Regions from separate parts of the Eptesicus fuscus genome. Here region 1 is linked to region 2. The links are chromatin contacts, called in public Hi-C maps. All regions are on one chromosome and are shown on one strand. Each heading gives the region's core, a stretch centred on a gene start, on an enhancer-like site or on the middle of the called end of the contact. The rest is flanking DNA. Distances are from core to core; before and after follow the strand shown. Region 1 holds the start of UBL7 (ubiquitin like 7). Region 2 holds the start of CLK3 (CDC like kinase 3).

The links. Hi-C and Micro-C count contacts between places; a contact is called where the count stands out from the background.
Region 1: a contact with region 2 is called in a Hi-C map of liver, with 4 times the contacts expected there. The contact joins the promoter of UBL7 here to the promoter of CLK3 in region 2. A contact is called at or near these places in 2 of 2 Hi-C or Micro-C datasets (liver and muscle).

The regions. Positions count from the first base shown.
Region 1 is chr5:107,309,616-107,315,966 of DD_ASM_mEF_20220401, forward strand. It overlaps UBL7 (ubiquitin like 7), which reads left to right and starts at 1,821. Exons shown (of 11, transcript XM_008157068.3): 1 at 1,821-1,909; 2 at 3,232-3,444; 3 at 5,983-6,102. The coding sequence starts at 3,261.
Region 2 is chr5:107,121,971-107,128,450 of DD_ASM_mEF_20220401, forward strand. It overlaps CLK3 (CDC like kinase 3), which reads right to left and starts at 3,892. Exons shown (of 13, transcript XM_008157065.3): 1 at 3,763-3,892; 2 at 1-80. The coding sequence starts at 80.

The sequences.
Region 1 (6,351 bases), core at 571-3,070, 190 kb after region 2:
ACAAAAGCAACCCAAAGTCAGCAGAAGAAAGGAAATAAAACTGCAAATGTGCATTCTTATAATTTGTTTTCCATTAGTTACTGATTGGCCTGAGGGTTTAATGAATAGTTGTCCACCACTGTCTCACAGATGGTTAATGTATCAGTCTCCAAATGTGGACTGGCTGAAGGACAGGGTCCGGACACTTTTCTTCTTACCTCTTCTCTGGTCATCCATCTTTGTTTGGTGTCCAGGTTTCTAATTTTCTCTAGAATCTGTCCTTTGATTCTTAGCTCAAGTCCTATTGGGTAAATTGGCTCTCAAAGAACCTATTTGGCATAGGGTTATCCCTTTATTCATTTAGTCATTTATCATTACAATGTTTCTGAACATTGTAATGATTCAGAATTTAGGTTTACCTCCTCTCCTGGAAGCAAAAAGCTCTAGCAAGACAGCCACATTTGGTAGACAGTTTCAGTCTGAATTATTCATTCAACATGTATTTATTGCTCACCTACTATGTGCTAGGCCAAGGTCAACTACTGAAGATAAAGTGGAGTACAAGATAGTCATTGTCCATTCCCCTATGGAGATTATAATGAAATCAATAAAAACAAGACATTAATGAGCACCTAGTATCTCAGATCCACTTCGAGGAAGACAAAATGAAGCAGGGTCCCTGCTTTCTTCTGCAGGTAGTTAAGGCACAACACCGAACAAAATTTAACACCCAAATTACGGGGCTCAGGTGCAAGTGCCTTAGTAGATAGGAGAGGAAGGCAGGCCAGGTAGTTAGGATTTCTGAAAGGGAAAATATATCTAAAGGTGAGTAGGATAGGGAAGGGGGTACTTTGAGGACAGCCACGAGGAACCTGGACTTGAGTCTGAAGATGGAGACAGACATTGCAAAAATCTCCACTAGCCTGCTCAGTGGCTGCCCTAGTCCCAGGCTCTACACTGGGATGTCCCAAAATTGTACTTTCACATGCGGGCACTGGGCCCCGGGCCGCGTGGGCCGGCTTCTGTTGACAAGAGAGCTGGTCCCATGAGAGCGGTGGGGTCGTAGCCGAAGAGAATCAGCCTTTAGCTGCTATGACCTACCTCATTATTTTCTTATGTTCACCTTTTTTCTTTACTTGATTAGAGTTCAATTAGAAGTAGCCCTCCTCTTCAGCATTTTATCTAATCCTATCTTCTGTGCAAACATAATCCAATTCTAACTGGGGAGCTAAAATGTAGTTCATCCGTGCGGGTTCTGTGGAAATTCCTCTCCCCAATGGTTCTGTGAATGACCATTGCATAAGCCCAGCACGGCCCGCTGGGCGGACCTGAAACCCGACTTGGCAGCTCCCTTTAGGAACCCACCTTCCCGGCCGGCCGGGATGGGTAGGTTTGCCGCGAGGAGTTGTGGCAAGGAACACAAGACTCTGACTTCTCCGAGGGCCCCGACTTCAATGCGAGGATCGCAAAGAACCGTTGTGGGTTCTGGAGAAGCCGCTAGGGAAAGGTCCTCCTGGGCCGAGGGCAGGGGCGGAGGGGTCGGGGTCCGCCGTCCGGGCTAGGGCCCCGAGCCCGCGTCCCCTTCGGCAGCGCTGTAACCGCCCGGCGCGACCGCCCGACTCCGCACGCTCCCCGGCCGCCCCGGGCCGCCGGCTGTGCTCGCCGCCCGGGAACAGCGACCGGGAAGAGGAAGCAGCGGCGAAACCACCCAGAAACCCTGGCGCGGAGGACTTCCCGTCACCCAGAAGCCACGCCCTCCCGGAACCGGACGTTTGCCACCAGCACCACTTGTGGGTCTAGTAATAAGGGGCGGGTATCAGAGGAAACTGCAACTCCCAGCATGCAGCGCGGAGCTTCCGGCTTCCGGCGAGAGAACCGGAGCGAGTGTTTACACCGGCGGCGGTGCGGCCGGGTTCTTTCCGCGGGACGGGTGAGGGCGCTGGGCCGCGGGCCGCGCGGGCCCGGCTTGTGTTGGCAAGTTAGCTGGTCCCATGGGGGCGGTGGGGTCGTGGCCAGAGAGTGTCTTCCCCGCTGCCAGCCGCTGTGACCTTGTGCCAGTGAATTTCGGGGTCTTGGTTGCCTGGTCTGTAATAGGTGGACGAGAATGCCTGCCTCGGGGAGCGATTGTGAGGGTTAAATGAGCTTCTAGGGTGTGTGAAAAACCCATCCCCTCCCCTGTCAGGGCTCTGGAGATGGGAGGTACCTTGAGGATGGCTTCGGGCCTGTTGAGCAGCCTGCCAACCGCACAACCTTTTCTTTCCTCGTCCCTACTGGAGCCTTTTGAAGCAATAGTGATTACAACAAGGGCTCTTCTTGCCCTACAAGGTTATTCCACCCTCAGAATTTCTGATACCTTTTTTAGTACCTGTATGTGCCAGGCACTGGGACAGTAATGGCAGAAAAAATCGAATCTTTGCTTTCAAGGGCCTCCAAGAATGAGTTGGGGTGGTGTGAGATTGGAAAGTAAATAGATATTTATAACTCTGCCCTGAAAGAATGTGGGGACAGCAGAGGAAAGGGAGCGAGGATAGAAGAGGTGGTATTTGTGTTGGTCTTGGTAGGAGTTTGCTGTTTTGCTAAGAGGACAAAGAGAATAGGAATTACAAGCAGAGTTAACAGATGAGTGGGAGTGTAAAGTGGGGAGTTTTGTTTGAATGGAGACTTAGTGGGAGTCGGACAAGGTTCTGTGGCAGGAAGGCGGGCAGAGGGAATAGATATGAATGTTTTTGTATTGTAAGCCAGGCTGTGGAGTTTAGACTTATTCATAAAGGTGATTTAGAGTCATTGGAGGATTTCTAAGCAGAGGAGTAACTTGATCAGATCTGTGTTTTTAAATGTGTTGGGTGGCAGCATGGATGTTTGCTAGCAAGAGGCAAGAGTCAGAGAACTTGTTATAAAGCTCTTGTAATAGTTCAAGCAAGAGATGTGATGAAAATCAAAAATGAGGAGTGCACATAAGGGAGAGGGTTGGATGATCTCATTTGAACCTCACAATATTCCTATTAGGTGGGCTGGTGTTTTTATTCTACTTTAAAGATGGAGAAACTGAGGACTAGAGAGCTGAAGTTCCTTGCTGTCCATCATAGAAGGAGTAAAGAGCGGGACCCCAGATTCTAGTTCTGGTTTGATGCTGCATCCTGTGCTTTTCCAGCAGTGTCACTGAATTATCTCTCATTCAGCCTTTAGGTGGGGTGTGGGTGGAGTAGGGTGGTGATCTGTCCTTTAACCACTAAGGGCTCCTTTTCTTTACAGGGAGAAAGAGAGAGCGTGAAAGAGAGAGGATGTCTCTCTCAGATTGGCACCTGGCGGTGAAACTGGCTGACCAACCACTTGCCCCAAAGTCTATTCTTCGGTTGCCAGAGACAGAGCTGGGAGAATACTCACTGGGGGGCTATAGTATTTCATTTCTGAAGCAGCTTATTGCTGGCAAGCTCCAGGAGTCCGTTCCAGACCCTGAGCTGATTGGTGAGTCTCAGTGAACTAGGGATGGGCTGCTGCTTTGATCTCTTTTTTGGGGAGGATACTTCTGGAATTACAAGGATAAATTAAGAATTTGGGATTTGTTGCCTCATGATGTTAATACTTCAGAGAAGTGAGTTTTGGGTGAAAAGAAGCACAAATCAAATAATAAAACTAGCCCTGGCCAGTTTTGCTCAGTGGTTAGAATGTTGGCCTGGGGACTAAAGGGTCACAGGTTTGATTCCTGGTCAAAGGCACGTGCCTCAGTTGCAGGTTCAACCCCCAGCCCTGGTTGGGGCAAGGTGGGAGGCAACCAATTGATTTGACTCTCTCATGTGGATGTTTCTCTCTTTCTCTCTCACCCTCCTGCTTCCCTTCTACTCTGTCTAAAAATCAATGGGAAAAGTACTCGGGTAAGGATTTAAAAATAAGTAAAACTATTGGTTGCCATTTTAGTTGTGTTATTATACTGAACTACTTTATCACAAAGTTTTTAACCATGATGTTGAATTCTTTCTCTGAAAGAGCAAGAATTTGGGGTGGGATAGGGAAGGAGAAGATGGTCAGGGAAAGCCCTTTAGCATATGACATTTTGAGTTTGGTCCTAAGGAATTATGAAAAAGATTTTTGTTTGGTTGGTTAGTTAGAGGGAAAGCAGTGAAAAAGGAAAGGAAGATGGCAAGGCCATTCTAGGTGGAGGAAGAAGGAATTAAATATAACAACTAAATATCCTCTCTAATAAAATGGTAATATGGAAATTAACCATCACTCCGCTACATAAGCCACGCCCACCAGCCAAGCCATGCCCACCAGCCAATCAGGGCGAGTATGCAAATTAACCCCAATCCAAGATGGCTACAGCCACAGAGAGCAAGGTTTCCCAGGTAACAGAGTAAGCCAAGCTTTCCATAGCCGTTGCCAGGCCTAAGCCTCCACTCAAGCTACAAAGTTTCAATTATAGAAGGTAAACAAATTCAAACAAATGGCGGCAGAATGGAGCTTGAGAGAGCAGGCCAGGGTTGCAGCGGCAACAGGGGAAGCAAAGCTTTCCGCACACCCTGGCCGGGCTCACCCGCTTAAGGCTACAAAGTTTCAATTGTAGAAGATGAATTAACTGCCACAGAAATGGCTGCCAACCCGGAGGGAGCAGCAGGCTTGGCTCCGCTCCAGGCTACAAAGTTTCAATTGTAGAAGGAAAATAAATTCCAGATACCAGGGCCTCCCCTTGGGTTGCCAGGGGGCGTGGCCGGCCTGCAAACCACCACAGGCCCCTCGCTCAGGCCGCCCCACGCCCCAAGGGAACCCCACCCTGATCCGGGACACCCTTCAGGGCAAACCAGCTGGCCCCCACCCCTGTACCAGGCCTCTATCCTATCTAATAAAAGAGTAATATACAGATTGACCATCACTGCAACACACAATATAGCTGCCCCCATGTGGTCAAAGATCCTGCCCCCATGTGGACACAAGATGGCCACCACAAGATGGCCAGCAGGAGAGGGCAGTTGGGAGGCACCTGGCCTGCAAGGGAGGGCAGTTGTGAGGGACCAGGCCTGCAAGGGAGGGCAGTTGAGAGGGACCAGGCTTGCAAGGGAGGGCAGTTGGAGGTGATCAACCCTGCAGGGGAGGGCAGTTAGGGGTGACCAGGCCGGCAGAGGAGGGAAGTTGGGGGCAAACAGGCTGGCAGGGGAGCAGTTAAGCATCAACCAGGCTGGCAGCGGAGTGGTTAGGGGCTGATCAGGCTGGCAGGCAGAAGCGGTTAGGGGCAATCAGGAAGGCAGGCAGGCAAGCAGTTGGGAGCCAGCAGTCCAGGATTGTGAGAGGGATGTCCGACTGCCCGTTTAGGCCTGATCCCACCAGGACAGGGCAGTCGGACATCCCTCCAGGAGTCTCAGATTGGAGAGGGTACAGGCTGGGCTGAGGGACAACCCCCCACCGTGCACGAATTTCGTGCACCGGGCTTCTAGTAAAAATTTATAATAGCTAAGGGATCCAATGGGCAAAAAGTGTGTTTTTAGTCATAAAAACACTGGATTCAGCCCAGCCAGTGTCGATCAGTGGTTGAGGGTTGATCCATGAACCAAGAGGTCACAGTTCGCTTCCCGGTCAGGGCACAGGCTTGGGTTGCAGCCAGGCTCAATCCCCAATAGGGGGCATGCAGGAGGCAGGCAATCCATGGTTCCTGCTCATTGATGTTTCTCTCTCTCTCCCTCTCCTTTCCTCTCTGAAATTAATAAAAAACATCTAAAAAGCAAAATACTGGGTTTATCCTTTTTTGTTGTTGCATTTTCCCATTTACTAGTATTTACGTTGAGCAGTCTCCACAATGTTAAGCCCTAGAGCTTTCTTGTACATAGATAGTGTATTTTATGAGTTTGTATTTGCTAACAATTGTTATTAAAATATATTTATTAAGACTACTTTGTAAGCATTTATCATTCTCCAGCTATCTGTCTAATCAAAATAAGGTTCTTAGGGGACAGAAGACACCTAAATTGTTTTGAGGGGCAAAGTATAAATGGACAGTTCTTCTTTTCTTTTTAGATCTAATCTACTGTGGCCGGAAGCTAAAAGATGACCAGACCCTTGACTTCTATGGCATTCAGCCCGGGTCCACAGTCCATGTTCTTCGCAAGTCTTGGCCAGAGCCTGATCAGAAACCAGGTGACTGGCCGTTGTCCCTTAGACAGGCAGAGCTTCAGTAGTATCAAGGGAAGGGTCTAGGTTTTTGAGGCAAAGGTCTGGGTGGATGGAACAAAGGAGTGATTTACTGAAATGGTAATAGAGGATATCTTTATTACCTATTGGGTTGGACGGCATTGATAAAACAAAATGCAGTTTTGATCTTGCGGCCAACACCACTAACAGATGGGAATTTTGTTTCTCTACTTTTTAAGTTCATTGTTTTTAATG
Region 2 (6,480 bases), core at 2,642-5,141:
CTGTAAGACCTCCTTCTCTTCCATCGGTAGCTCAGGTACGGGTCTGGCTCAGGGGAGCGGTATCGCTTACAGTGATGCATCTAGGCCACAAGAAAGGGCAGCCCTGCTAAACATGCAGCCAGCCTCCGGGTTGCCGGAGCAGCCAGGCCTCCGGGAGAAGAGGCCCATTGTTCCATCTGAGGCAGCCCCTCCGGGGTATGAAGTGAAAAAGAACTCTGAGGTCACAGTGGTCGAAGAGCAGACAATAGGTAACACCCTTCCCTGCCAATGAACAAACAAGAAGCTGCCGCCCAGCACAGCAGCCCTGATTGGCCTGATGGCCTGAGCACTTGGGGAACCGGTGAGCCAGGACAGGTGCCGAGATGGAACACAGGGAGGGGCTGGGAAGCACCATCACCAGAGGTGGGAGGAAGGGAAGCCTCCTATGCTCAATTCCCTCTTGCCCGTCCGTGGGGCCCTAGGAAGCACCTGCTCTGTCAAGCCAGAGGCAGGTGGCTGTTGGCAGGCTGCCAACACATAGGAGCCAAGGATGAAAGTGCTCAAGTTCAACAGCCCAGTTGCCCGTGGAGGCCCTGAACTGGACCCCCCTCAAAGAAGCAAGGACCACCAGTTGTATGAGGAGCTCCAGGCAGACACAAGAAGAGCGGCTCCTAGAGAAGGTGGACAAGGGCCTCAAACGTTCCCTGGCCCACCCGCGGGCCTGGCCCAGCAGACACAGTGGTCTGGCCAGTCCTGGCTGCTCCACACTCGGGGTCCGCACCAGTAAAGATGCTGGGACAGAGCACCCAAGTGTTTCGCCCGACACCTACTCAGCTCCATCCAGACACCCTCAGTGCCACGCTGGGCAGTACCTCACCTCTAGCCAACAGTACTTCTAGATTTTCTGCTCTAGAACTTTCCTCCTGTGCCCATCTCAGCTGATGTGCCCACGTCACTCTCCTTGATCAGCAAGGACCAATATCCACTACAGGAAATTGCCAGGCTGTAGCAGCCACCGGCGGAGAAAGATAGCTATGTGAGGCCAGCTCCTTGTTCCACCCACCCCAAAACCCTGACATTGCTTGCCTCCACGGGAAGGCTGGGCCAGAGACCATGGCCACCCTTACTCCCAACCCTTCACTTGGACACAGCCAACCTCCAATGGTGGTCAGTCTTAGGTTTGCCTGACCAAGCACGTTTTGGACAAACTCACTGAGACTGCCCCATCTCATGAGAAGTCTGTCAGGAAAAGAGCAAAATGGAATGCAGAGCAGTGAGGCAAATCTGACAAAACTCCTGGGAGCTTCTCTGTGATCCTAAGAAAGTCTCTGCCCTCAGTCACCCATGAGCAGGTTTCTTCCCCTGTCTACCTGGAAGTCCAGGTCCCAGCAATCCTCGGAGGTAAATACTTTGTAAAATTACCCACAGCTCCTCAAGTACTTAGAATGTTGTTCTGTTTTGATGATCAGCTGACTAATGTTTCACTGTTTTCCTGCAATTACCCTGGGTCAGGTGCCCAAGCTATGAAATGAAGGTGGAAGGCACCTCACATGTCCCCAAGTGACACAGATGCTCCTCCATGGCAAGGAAGATGCCCTGCCCATCCTCACGGGCAGACAAAGCACCAGAGCTGAAGGGCACGGTCTAGTCCACACCAGGCCAACACATGCTCACGTTAGAGGAGAGAGCACAGCTTCAGTGTCAGACAGATGTCAGTGTGAACCTTGGCAATGCCACTTTTAGATGTGTGCCTTTAAGGCAAGTTAGTAAGCTACTGGCCTTCCGCTTCCTCTCACAGCTAGGCCAGTGGTCGGCAAACTCATTAGTCAACAGAGCCAAATATCAACAGCACAACGATTGAAATTTCTTTTGAGAGCCAAATTTTTTAAGCTTAAACTTTTTCTAACGCCACTTCTTCAAAACAGACTCACCCAGGCCATGGTATTCTGTGGAAGAGCCACACTCAAGGGGCCAAAGAGCCGCAGTTTGCCGACCACGGAGCTAGGGTAATCCCTTCCAGGGTTCTGTGAGGATTACAGTATGTCATCCCTTTACTAAGATGCCTATCTTTTTAGGTCAAATGCCTAACCCAAGTCTGTGCCCACAAGAGGTACTGAAAGCAGTTCTTCATTAAGTTAAAAAGGTTCCAGGTAACCCAGCTGACATGGTTCAGTGGTTGAGCTTCAACCTACCAGGTCAGAGTTCAATTCCCAGTCAGGGCACATGCCTGGGTTGCGGGCTGAATCCCCCGGGGGGTGTGTGTGTGTGTGTGTGTGTGTGTGTGTGTGTGCAGGAGGCAGCCGATCAATGATCCTCATCATTGATGTTTCTCTCTCCCCCCCCCCTCCTTCTTCCTTCCTCTCTGAAATAAAAATATTTTTTTAAAAAGATTCCAGGTAACACCTAAGTCTGTGTTAAATGCCTTAAGGGCATTTTTAAAGTATCTTCCAAGGGACCATGGGGGGCGGGGAGCTCTGGGTAGAAAACCCTACAGTGCTGGCCTCCTGACCAAGCCACCCTAGCTCTTGGTTACCATTTACTATGCCTGGAAAATACAGATAACATCTCCCAGCCAACTTGGCAAAAGCGATGACAAGCTATAAAGTACTTCACACAGGCAATCACAGGGGAAATAACCTCTCCTTCAGTACGTTCTGGCAGGTAAGTACTGGGTCTATCTAGTGCCCCTCATTCTATTCCCAGCCAGGGCTCCAGGGCCATTTCTCTTCAATTATCACTCCCTGAAACGCCAGCAAACAGGTTATTTAAGGAAGCCAAGGGCCACAATCATACTCAGTAAGGCTCTGCTCTACACGGTGAAGGAAGCCAGGCAGAGCGTGCCAGCTTCTCTGCGCAGACCCAGTAGGCTCCTCATTTGCTCTTCCTGGCCAGAACTGGGCTGACGGGAGCAGCCGGCCAGGCCAGCGGCTGCCCTCCGGATCCCGGCCACCGCAGGGCCCCGTGGTTATTTTTGGCTGACGCTGCTCCACCGCTGCAATTTCAAACCTGCCACCTTGCAAGCCGCCACCACCGAGTGAACACTCCTTTTCAAGGGCATGGACGGGGAAGCTGGAGGGCCGCCAGCTCCACCACGTCAGGGGCCTGGCTCAGGCAATTCCCACCCGGCTCCACACCGAGCACCCGCACCCGGAACTCCAGAGCTCCGGCCGGGGCGGCCCGGGCACGGGCACTGTCAGCTGGGCCGAGCCCCTCCCCCGGGCTGGCGCGGCTCCATCAACACAATGAAACACGCGGAGCCTGTGGCCCTCGCTCGCGGCCCTTCCTGCCGCGCCGGGTCCCGGAGATCTCCAAGCCTCGTCCCCCGTAACCGCCGCCCACGGCGGCGAGGCAAAGACCGGGCGGGGCGGGCGGAGGAACGCCAGCCTGGGTCGGGATCAAACTCCAGGCCGCGCGGGGAGGCGAGTGCGGACGAGCCTGGAGCCGGGGCAGGGGCGGGACCTGAGGGCCCCTCCGGGTGGGTCTAGGCAGCACCCGACCCCATTCCGCAGACAGCTGCAGGGCCCGACCGGAATCCCTTCAGCGGCCTCAGGGCCGCTCGGGCTCGGACGCCGACACCGCGGACTCGAGAGGTCGGGGTCTCCGGTGACCGCCCCCCGGGGGAAGAGCGGCGGGTCAGGGGTGAGAGGTCGGGGACCCGGGGCGTCGGGACCCGGGCCCGCGGTGGCCAAGTTGAAGACGGAGCAGGCCGACACCAGCTCGGGAACCCAGGGACCCGCATCCGGCGAGCCCATCGGGCCGCGATGGGTCAGGGACCACACTTACCGTCTCCTGGGCTCCGGCGGCGACTAGGCCCCACTTCCCGCTCCCAGCACCTCTTCCGCTTCCGGCCGCAGCCTCCGCCCGCGGCGGCCCCGCCCCTCGCGTGACGCAGCTGCCGCCGGCCCGGCTGCTCTAGCTCCCGACTCGAAGGCTCTGGAGGACCCGCCCGCCCCGCCCCGGTCCGCGCCGAGTCGGTGGATTCTGGTTCCGGGAAAGCCTCGGGGCGCCCCCGGCCCGCCCCCGGCCGTGTCGCGACGCACGTAGGCTTCCGGGCCAGCGGGCGCCCGGAGCCCAAAGACGGAGCCGCGCCTCGGCCCCAGGGCTCAGCCGGCTCGGCCGCCCGGCCCCGACGGCGCCCGCCCACCTGGCGCGCAGGGGGGCATTGTTACGCCGTCGCCTGCGGAGACCCGGCGACCCCCGAGGGCGGGAAGGCCGTCGTGACTCGCGCTTAATGAAGGAAGAAACGAGGCCGCCTTCTCTGGGCGGTGGGGCGGAGGCAGCACGCCCCGGGCCGCGGGCCCGCCGAGCCGTGTGCGGGACCGCCGGCGAGGGAGGCCCGGGAGCGACGCATCAGGTTCGGGCCTTGTTTCTCAGGCCCGGACCCCGCACCCCGCGGTCAGGCTCCCTGGCCATTTCCCCTCCGAGTCACTCGACGACCCCGGAGCAGCCAAACCCTCGCACCCCCCGCCCCGCGCTGGGTCGGGGCGGGGTCACGAGGCCCCGTTTCCCCGAGTAGAACCCTAGGTCGGGCCCTCGGGAGACCGCGGCTGGTGAGCGCGCACTCCCCCCGCCCCCGCAGCGCGGACCCGCCGAGCGGACCGGAGGGTCTCCCGATCGCTCCCACGCCAGGCCCGGCGCCGAGGGTTCCCCGGCCCCCGCGGGCGCCGTCCGAGGGGGCCATCCCCTCCCGAGCTGCGGAGGTCCCTCGAGGCCTAGGTCTCTGGCCCCCCTTACACGGCCCTGACGGCGTGCCCAGCTCTCAGCCAGCTCCGCCGCCTTCAGCCGAAGCGCAGCACAAACGGGATGCGTTGAGGCATCCTCAAGATCGGTTCCTAGTCCCCTGCCAACCAAATGCACCCCCCGCCCCAATATAGAGGTTCTGGGGCCTTTTCAAGTGTCAGAGACGACCAGCCCGAGTGTCCCCGCCCCTAGATCCCACCCCTGAGCTTGGCCTGCGGTCTCGTCCTTGCCACCCGAGTTTCATTATTTCTACCATTGAGACGAGGTTGGGGGGACTGGTGTCCCCTCCTCCCACCGCTGAGTGTTGCCGCGGTTTCCATGGCTCCTGGAAGCCAGGGCCGGGTAGGTAGCTGAGAGCAGGGGCTCCTGTCCTGGGTGCTAGGTTCTAAGGGGTAAGTCGGGCCCGCCTTCCTACCAGCTCTCCCACCATCCACCATCGAGAACCCAGAAGTCCTTGACTCCTAGTAACAAAACAGCTCTTTTTCTTAAGCAGAATAGGAGCCATCTCCCTCGCCAAAGCCTGCAGTCCAGCTGCTGTTACGCCTGAGATTCTACCACTTAGGACTTTTCATTCCTAAAAGAAAGCCTCAGAAGAGACCTGGTATCCTGGATTGACGCTAGTGCCAGGCCTGCAGGGCCAGGTGCAGAGCTGGGATGGAAAGGGGGTCTCCATGGGGCCAGCTGAGACCCCTGCCCAGGCTCACTACACAACCTTACTGCAGGAGTGGCTGCTGGAGCTCACCCGGAGTGGGTCAAGCAGCTGGCAGGGTCAGCCCCCTAGGAAACCCAGGGCACCAACTGAGCCAGGCTGTGCCCACCTGTGCCAGGGGCAGAGATGCAGGGGAGCCTGGGCACTGCCCTTTGGGGGATTCCAAAGTTGGGTAGAACACCATAGTAAAGAGAATAGCCAAGAGGGACAGATTAGAGCAGGGCCTCCACATAGCGCATTCACATTGTAGTCTGGGTGGGAGCCCTGCTTTCACATTGGGTGAGGTGGCCCTGTGGACATGTGGTAAGCCAGCCTCTGTCACCAAACCCTGAAACATGCCCAAAGCCAGACCCCTTTCCCCAAGTATTGGCACTCCTATTTGTTACAGTCTGGCTTTTTATGGGAGCATGTGAGAAATCTTTCAGCTTGCAGAAGCCGGGTCTCCACTACATATGGCTGAGCCCCTCCTGCTGGCCCAGGGCCAGTCTGGGGGGACTTGAATAACCTTATCTACCAGGCTCCTGTCAGGATGCTGAGGAGTGGAAGTGCCCAGGGCAGAGAGTTGTATGTGTACAGGGAGCTGTGAAAGAGGCATCTCTGCCCCAGTCCCCATTCCAACCAACGAGACACAGTGTGACCTCCATGCGACTTGGAAGGAAATCATTGAAAATGGGGTAAGGCAGTGTAGGGCCACACTGTGTGCAGACTGCTCCATTTCTGCTGGCACACTTCAGGTCCAGGAGGCACAGTGCCCCTAGTGAAGAGTTTCAGGAGGTGGCTGAATTTGGAAAGCTGATGGGGGAGGTGGTAGTTGCATTGAAATTTAAAGAGGAGGAACTGCAGAGACTTCAGAAACAAGTGAGGCCTGGCTTCCCCAGGTGTACGCTCCCCCTTCCTCTCTCTCCCCTCAACCCCTCCCGCCCCATGCTCTTCCCCACTGGCCTGTCTTTCCTACTGCAAGCCAGTTAGTCTCCCTCCTTACGATGCTTTATCCTACATTTCCTCCCCTTCTGCCCCTTTCTCATTATGTTCCATCATCCATTCATTTATTC